Linked DNA regions of Mus musculus: regions 2 and 3 are each linked to region 1. The links are chromatin contacts, called in public Hi-C maps. All regions are on one chromosome and are shown on one strand. The core of a region is the stretch at or near the end of the contact, and the rest is flanking DNA. Distances in the headings are between cores, read along the strand shown.

Evidence for each region. A called contact is a pair of places that touch in the nucleus more often than the background predicts.
Region 2: a contact with region 1 is called in a Hi-C map of rod photoreceptor, with 6 times the contacts expected there. The contact joins the promoter of Mid1ip1 here to the promoter of Tspan7 in region 1. A contact is called at or near these places in 7 of 484 Hi-C or Micro-C datasets (the N1E-115 cell line, cardiomyocytes, cerebellar granule neurons and 4 more) and 1 of 115 datasets of contacts at active chromatin or transcription factors (microglia).
Region 3: a Hi-C map of olfactory sensory neurons shows a contact between it and region 1, with 2.5 times the contacts expected there. The contact joins the enhancer-like site here to the promoter of Tspan7 in region 1. A contact is called at or near these places in 2 of 39 promoter capture datasets (hippocampal neurons and stem cell-derived epiblast-like cells), 2 of 484 Hi-C or Micro-C datasets (nephron progenitors and olfactory sensory neurons) and 2 of 9 other capture datasets (liver and pancreatic islet).

The regions. Positions count from the first base shown.
Region 1 is chrX:10,483,737-10,486,472 of GRCm38.p6, forward strand. It overlaps Tspan7 (tetraspanin 7), which reads left to right and starts at 1,380. Exons shown (of 8, transcript NM_019634.2): 1 at 1,380-1,502. The coding sequence starts at 1,422.
Region 2 is chrX:10,715,989-10,718,724 of GRCm38.p6, forward strand. It overlaps Mid1ip1 (Mid1 interacting protein 1 (gastrulation specific G12-like (zebrafish))), which reads left to right and starts at 1,377. Exons shown (of 2, transcript NM_026524.4): 1 at 1,377-1,716; 2 at 1,999-2,736. The coding sequence starts at 2,242.
Region 3 is chrX:10,353,898-10,356,633 of GRCm38.p6, forward strand. No RefSeq gene overlaps it. Among named protein-coding and RNA genes, the nearest start is that of Otc, 100 kb to the left of the region's middle. Within about 2 kb of position 1,319, at least 4 of the 459 cell types and tissues checked have an H3K27ac peak or open chromatin away from gene starts, as enhancers often do. A contact at or near this core is called in olfactory sensory neurons, where this site is marked.

The DNA.
Region 1 (2,736 bases), core at 130-2,629:
ATGTATTCCTAACACCGTCCACGTGGAGTTAGCCTGTGATGCTGTACTTTCTTTGGGGAATCAGATGAAATCTCTGCAGACGCAATACTATGTGCTTGTCTTTGCAAAGCTAGCCACAGGAAATCTACGTAGAGTGTATATTATTTTCTATTCTGATATAGTTCACAGGCTATAAAGGTCATTCTTGAAAACTATGTTATCCATTGGTTTTTATTATTCTCACAAGACCATGCAGGCGCCCATCACTACTAATTTTACAACACTTTCCTCACTCCCCAAATCAAAGCAATCACCCAAGCCATCAGCTGTACTCCTTATTCCTGCCCCCCACCCCGTCACCAACCGCTCACCCATTTTTCCCTCTCTATGGGTTTGTTTATTTTAGATGTGGGTAATTCGGTATGCAATTTTTCTGTATCTGGCTCCTTTCACTATGCATACTTGGAAGGTTTATTGCTTGGAAGCACGGGTCAGCAGCACCTCATTCTTTTTTACAGACGAAGTTTTCCATTGGATGACAAGTGAACCATCCGTTTGTCAGCTGAGCTCGCTTGGACTGGTGTTCTCCACATTCGTGCCCAAGTTCTCCGGTGGACTTGTGTCTCCATTTCTCTCCCATAGATATCTAGGAGTGCAGTTCTTACCGTGACTTTACATTCAACTTTTGGAGCAAATAACAGGTTGTTTCCCATTTTGCTTCCTTGCTGCAGTGGGGCTCCACAGGAGAACGGCAGTGCTCTCTAAGTGAGGCAAATGAATCTCTGGTAGTTTAAAGAAATTTTGTTATTGTTGTTATCTGTTAAACATCTAATATGTAGGAAGAACGTTGCTAAATCTCGTTTTTGTCATTTCCAAAGGTGAGGAAATCGAAAACTATGAAGTTCAAAGGGAGTCTATAGAGAACTGTAAAGTAGCCAGGATTTGGGTGTCTCTGAACTCCAGGGTTCCTTACTATCCTTCAAGGTGTCTCTCTGGTTGTCACAATCTGTTCCTGGCATAGACAAGGCAAGGACATGACTCCTGAGTGTCCAATCGCCAAGAGCACTCTATACAATCATTATGTAGGCAGGTTCAGGCCCTGTTTCCAACAAAGCCGAAATCTTAAAGCTAGGGTGGTCTGAGAAAGGCTACCCTGACCTCCAGCCCAGCCTCTAGGCTCTCAGGTTCCTTCTGACTTCAGCTGGAAGTCTGTGCCTGGGCCAGATTGCAGACTTGGGAGGCATTCCTAGCAGTTAGTTGCTCCTTCTCCCCAAGCTCTGCAGGGCGCGCGCGAAGGCAAGCGCGCCGCCCAGCCTGCGCGCGCACGGGAAGCTCCGGCAGCACGCGCTCCCCCTCCCGCCCCGCCTCCCTCGGCCCCGCCTCCTCCCCCTCCTGCGCCCGCCCGCCGCCCGCCGCCACTGCCGCCGCCGGAGCTGAGTAGTATGGCATCGAGGAGAATGGAGACCAAACCTGTGATAACCTGTCTCAAAACCCTCCTCATCATCTACTCCTTCGTCTTCTGGGTGAGTGCCCACTTCTGGCTACTGGCCGGGCCGCGGTCTATCAGACCGTGTGGTGATGCTCTTAGAAAGAAAGGTGGAAGGAAAACCCAAACCCCAAACCCGATCTTAGCCGGTGGACAAGGAGACAGCCGCAGGCTGCTGGGTCGGGGCTGTGAGATGGTAGGGTGCAGGTCTGGGCTGCTCCAACCCTCGAGTTTGTCCGACGAAGGCTGAAGTGGGCTGTGTGGTGGCGGTGGTTGCAGATTTTTCCACTCTTCCAAAAAAAAAAAATTTTTTTTAATGCATTGATTTCTTAAACTCTCAGGACAGGATCAGCCCCTGGGGAAAGTTGTTGTGATTTGTCTGTTTGCTCTTTTGGACTTCTCTCCTTACCTTACCAAGCCAGTTTTGGGTGCCTGTTGGAGCTAATGGAGCTAACCTGTGGCGGGCTGGGAGCGGGCGCAGGACGGCGGGGTTAGATCTAAGATCCCGACTTAGTCCTAACCCTGCAGGGCTGTGGGAGAGAGTCGCCAGGAATCTTCTGCCTGACTGGACAAGGGCGATCAGTCTCCCAAGCGCACTAATGCGGGACAGGCGCCGCCACCGCGTGGAGGCGCACGGAGAGGGTCTTACATAAGCCAGGGGTATCTTTGAGCTTCCTCAGCGACTGGCTCTTACGACCCCTTTCAGATTTCTTTCCACCCCTTACTGTTTCCACTCGGTTATTGTGTTTTTCTGTGTGAACCCAATCTGCAATGCCCAAGAGGAGGACCCCCTACCACCTGGTGGCTGCGGCAGCGCCCCTGTTCCCCACCTAACTGGTACTGCTACTAGTCCTTGAGCTCAATGCAGAAAGGTGACGTCAGCCCTTCAGCCCAGGCCCGCGAAGGGCTGCGTGGTGCACCTCGCTGAGGGATGCGCCCTTCTGTGCGCAGGAGGAGGGAAAAGGGGAGGAGGGGGCTCTGGGCTTATGCCTTACCTCATCCTGTTTGGCAATTCATGGAATCAGTGCAGGGTTGACACTGCAGTGATTTCATTTGCAGAGGTGGGTGGTACCTAAAGACCATTTCCAGTTCTTTCTCTCTTCACATAGATGCCCACCCTAGTTCCCTCTTCCCACCTCAAGTCACAGCCACCCTGCAAAGGAATGAATACCTGCCACCACCACCCTGGCCCCCCGCAACACCATGATCTGGGTCATTCCAGCTCCCAAAGCAGTCATTTTGAAACCTGAATCCCTGTTTAAAAAGATAGA
Region 2 (2,736 bases), core at 127-2,626, 230 kb after region 1:
CACGGGGCAGATAACAAACATTATTTCATGTTTAAAAGAACATGGGACACTGAATCAGAAGGATGAGTAGCTGTCGTTCCAAATCAAGCTGGCTGGCTGGCTGGGACTGTGTCTCCATACATACATACATACATACATACATACATACATACATACATACATAAGAAAGCATTGGAAGCATGGGTTATGATCTAGAACCAGTAAACCAGAGGGAGATGGAGATTTGCCAGTCTGGGTTCTAGAGTTACCAATGACTTTTCTGTCTGTTATCAGCTCTTGTTCCCTTCAAAATTGAAAAGAGACATGATTTTCGGTAGACAGTACCAGTCCTTCAAGAAAAAACAAACAAACAAACAAACCCACATGCATAAGTGTCTCTCCTTGTTTGGGGCGCTTTTTTGTCTTGCAGGGGAATGCCATACTAAAACTTCCCCCCGAAGACTTTAGTGGGAAGAAATTTAAAATTAGAAGCCTGAGTCATCTTATCTGGAGGAATGGAAGAGCTGACTGGAGGTTGAGGGATGTGGCAAAGGAAATGAGATGGGAAATGAGTATGGGCTCAGGGCTGGGAACCTGAAAGAGGAGTTTCAAGTGTAAAACTTGAAAGGTAGATCCAGGGCTATGGTACACAGCTTAGGCTTATTAAGTAACCCTTGCTTAAGAACTATCTTTTGAAAGGAGCACTTGACACACACTCCAGAAAGTTATTGGGTATACTCCCATTTTTTTTCTTTAAATGATAAGATATACCCAACACCAGTCCTAACTTCTGCCACCTTCTCCTAGTCTTTTTGATAGCCAAAAGGGCCACAAGGCCCAAGTTCACACTCCATTGCCATGCTCTTATCTCTTGGTGGGGGACACAAAACTATAGATCAGATGACCAGGGTGCTCTTCATACCTGGCAGCAGTAGTAGGAAAGACCCCGCCAGGAGGGAAGCAAATGCCTCAGTGTTCCCATCCCCCTGCAGCTGACCACGACCTGGGCCGTGGAGGGAGCACCCCATGTCCACGTGCATCCGGCATGTCCTGCTAACTCTTCTTACATAAGATTCCCAAGTATGGAGTCAGGGCAGCTGTGAATCCCTCTTACCCGACGTCTAATAATAAATCGAGGCTAAATTTCCGGACTGCAGTCACTCTAGGTTCAGGATTGAGGGGCTCTTTTGCAACCCGGACACACAAGCATTCCGGTCATCCCACCCGGAGAGTGCGCGCCAAGCCCGCCCAGCCCGCGCGCGCCAGTCCGCCCTCTGGTTTGGACGGCGGCTCCTTGGGCTCAGTGCCTCGCCCTCCCTCCCCCAAACAGCTTGTTCTGGGTTTGGTGCTGGGGTGCGGCCGCTCCATCCTCCCAGCCCTACCCTGCCTTGCCCTGCTGGGCCGCCCTGCCTTAGCCCGGGTATCAGGCGAGAGGCGGAGCCACCCGGCGTGCCCCGCCCCCGCGGTAGAAAGGGTTGGGCGAGTGTTACTCGCGGTCAGGGCTGGGACCTTTTATCTGTGCTGCTGGAGGAGGTAGGAGGAGGAGACATCAGGGGTGGTCCTGGGCGCCTGGGACACCTTTCCCGGACTATAAATTGAGCACCTGGAATGGGCAGGGGGCCGGAGCAACCACAGTCGCCCTTACTCACAGTCCGATCAGTGACCGCAGCAGCGCCCTTGGGCAGCCACCGTCCGCAACGCAAGCACTGAGAACCAGGGGATTTCGCAGTGCAAGAGGTGGGTGTCCCCGCCCTTTGGCAGCCCGGGCTAATATGGTTGCTTTCGCTTAGGTTTTAGAAGGGAGAAACCAGAGAGTCCGGGATGGGGGAGATTTTTTTCTCCTTTTTTTTCAAAGGTCTTCTGCTAGTATTGGAGGAGGTGATACCGGCTGGTCCCAAGGAACCACCCTTGTGCCTTCTCTGGCCAGCCTTGGTCAGGGTGGGAGCATCGCGCGGACCGGATGCCGGGCATCCTAACCGGGTGGGTAATTTGTTCTTTTCGTCTCTGTCTCCCAAGCAGAAAAAGGCTAGACCCAGCCACCCACCGTCAATCCTGAGCCAAAGATAAGAGCAGCCGGGCCTCACGAAGGGCTGAGCTGAGAAAGAAGCAAGTTAGAGAGGGCGGAGAAGGATCTGGGAATCCCGTCACACCGGCTTCAAGCAGGCTCCCGGCATCAGCCTCTGAGAGCGCTTGAAGGCGGCATCGCCAGCGGTCTATCTCCGTGTACCAGCGTCCCTGTGTTTCCGCGCCCGCTCGGCCACCATGATGCAAATCTGCGACACATATAACCAGAAGCACTCGCTCTTTAACGCCATGAATCGCTTCATTGGCGCGGTGAACAACATGGACCAGACGGTGATGGTGCCCAGTCTGCTGCGCGACGTACCCCTGTCCGAGCCGGAGATAGACGAGGTCAGCGTGGAGGTAGGCGGCAGTGGCGGCTGCCTGGAGGAGCGCACGACCCCGGCCCCAAGCCCGGGCAGCGCCAATGAAAGCTTTTTCGCGCCCTCCCGGGACATGTACAGCCACTACGTGCTGCTCAAGTCCATCCGCAATGATATCGAGTGGGGAGTCCTGCACCAGCCTTCGTCTCCGCCGGCCGGGAGCGAGGAGAGCACCTGGAAGCCCAAGGACATCCTGGTGGGCCTGAGTCACTTGGAGAGCGCGGATGCGGGCGAGGAAGATCTGGAGCAGCAGTTCCACTACCACCTGCGCGGGCTGCACACCGTGCTCTCCAAACTCACCCGAAAAGCCAAC
Region 3 (2,736 bases), core at 69-2,568, 130 kb before region 1:
TGGGGAGAGGGATATTAGAAGAAGATCCGTGGGAGTCACAGGAGATGAGAACATCCCTACATCCCAGAAGGCTACCACAGGTGTTCTGCTGCAGAGCTGGAGATGCAACAAGGGGATTGGATGTAAGGAAACAGAGGGAGGAGAAGATCTGCAGTCAGCCTACCTGGTTTTCTTATGTGCTTTCTCTCTTAAAAAAATCTCTAAAAAACAAAGGAACAAAAAACACCCAACAACAACAACAAAAAGGGCCAAAAAAAATGCATACATACCCCACCACCACCACCACTACCACCACCAGCAACAACAATAAAAAACCATGGAGTTAGTTTTGTGTCAATCAACTACTCCTGAGCATGAGGTTTTCCCTAGAGTGTGGTTGATAGACCCATTAAAAAAAACTGATTTTCCCTCTCCCAGCAGCTATCAGTTGAACACAGCTTCTGGATAAGTGGTGGGACTTGGTGCCCACTTTCCCGTTTCCATACTAAAATTTTGTCTGCCTTGGATTTGTGCAGGTGTCACATAATGCCACTGTTTCTGTGAGTTCACATGTGTGTCATCCCCTTTGTGTCTAGACGATTCTATTTTCTTAGTGTGGTCCACTATTTCTGGCTTTTACTATCTTCTCACTTTCTCTTCCACATAAATCTATGTGGACTTAAGGGGATGGGTTTGATGACAACATCCCATGTACGGCTAAGTGTGTTAAGGTCTTTCACTGCACATAGCCAAGTTGTGGGTCACTTCACTAATTGCCATCTGCTACAAGAAGCTTTTCTGATGATGGCTGAGTGAGGCATGATCTATAATTGCTAGCAATATGACATTGGAAGTCATTTTATTGCTACGTTCATTTAGCAGACTAATAGTATTAGATTTTCCCATAGGGCCTATGACACATCTAGTTTCAAGTTTTTGGCTATTTTAGTAATGTCACATACAGGTTCTAGCTCATGGAATGGACCTTAAATCCAATCAAAGAGTGATTAGTTACTCCAATAATGTTTGTGCTAACAGTATTAGTATTTGCAAGCAGGTTGCTGTTGTAGTCACAAGGTTTGTAGCTGGAGAATATTGATGCTCAGTTTTCTCCTCCAATAGTAAGCACAGTGCCTTTCAGTACCATAAATGCTAGTCAGTGGGACTGAAGCTTACACTTTCCTGGGAATTTCACTGAAACCCCCTTGTGAAACCTTAGTAGTCCCTGATTTTATCTTATCACTTTGAAATTTCATAAATCAAAGACATCTCCTGAGTGGGGAGGATGTAGAGATTCTTAGCAACCCTTTGAGATTTATCTTAAAGGCCTCAAATGGGTATGCATGACTAATGCTAAGATACTTAGTTACAACTCTCTCTCTCATGGGAAGCCAATGCTTATGCTGAGACAGGGGGAGGGAGAGACAGACAGACAGACACCGACAGGGAGAGAGAGAGACACTGAGACATACAGAGACACACACAGAGAGAGACAAAGACAGAGAGAGAAGTGTGAAAATGGCCATAGAGGTCAGGAGAGGGCACCAGGTCCCTTGGATCCTCCTGGCATGGATCCTGGAAACTGAACTCAGGTCCTTGGGAAGAGCAGGAAGCACTCTTGATTTCTGAGACATCTCTCTAGCCCCTTTATTAATTTTTAGTACATCTCTAATGCTTCTTTGTCCTGGCTAATCCTGATAATATTTTCTTTCATGATGCAAGCCACACATCTTGGGTTTGCCTGAGTTGGAATCTCTAAAACATTAAGGGAACTCCTAGAAGCGTTGGTGACAACACAAAAGCTGTTCGTCTGTCTCTTCACTAATAACAACCCAATTAAGAGACACAGATGCAGCCTATTGGGAATACAAGCCTGCAGGGAACTAAGAAGTATAAAAATGATAAAGGAATTGGAATTATGGGCAGAACTCTGGCAGCATCTACTTCCATGAGTGACCTTCCATGTAGTGGGAGGTTAGTAATGTACACAAGAGGCATTATTAGGGATGACTTCAGAACCAATACTCTATTCCAGATAAATAAGATGTCATTGGTATTTTATTTACTTGATTTGCCTTCACAACTGTTTGCTAATCACATGCTAAAAGAAAATTCCAGTGTATTATGTATACTCGGGTTTTCCCTAGTCACACGGTGTTGAGTCAGATGGCTCCTCTGAGACTGCTTTTGAAATTTCACAGACGTGCCAGGTAATCCCTCTGTGTGAAATCAACACCCAGACTTGTGTTGGAATTAAACCAGAGTTCCCCTGACAGTAACGAGAGGAACAAACAGAGCTTTGTTTTCCTGCTAATGAGAGCAAACATCTGTATCCCTGGTGGCCTTCCTTGGAAGTATTGTAATCCTGAGATGATCAGAGACAGGCCAGAGGTATAGCTCAAAATAGCAGAATGAAAAACAAGAAAAAGAATAGAACCTGACAGAGATAAACAAGTACTTTAACCTAGAGGTAAAAACTTATTGGCAAAGCACATTTGCACTCATAGACTTTCAAGATTGATCTTTTGTGTTTTGATTCATCGGAGTGATACCAATAGACATTAGGACCCAGAAGGTCCCTCCCAAAGGATTACAGGTCTTTGTGTCTAGAACAAGAAATTGAGCAGAGATGTACAATAGCAGTAGAAGCACAGATGTTTGATTTAGAAAGTATAAGCTTCAGGGGGGGGGGGGGCGGTAAGGTAGATGGAGCTAAGAGAGAGTTGAATATCTCAAAGGGCCATGCTGTGCAACTGG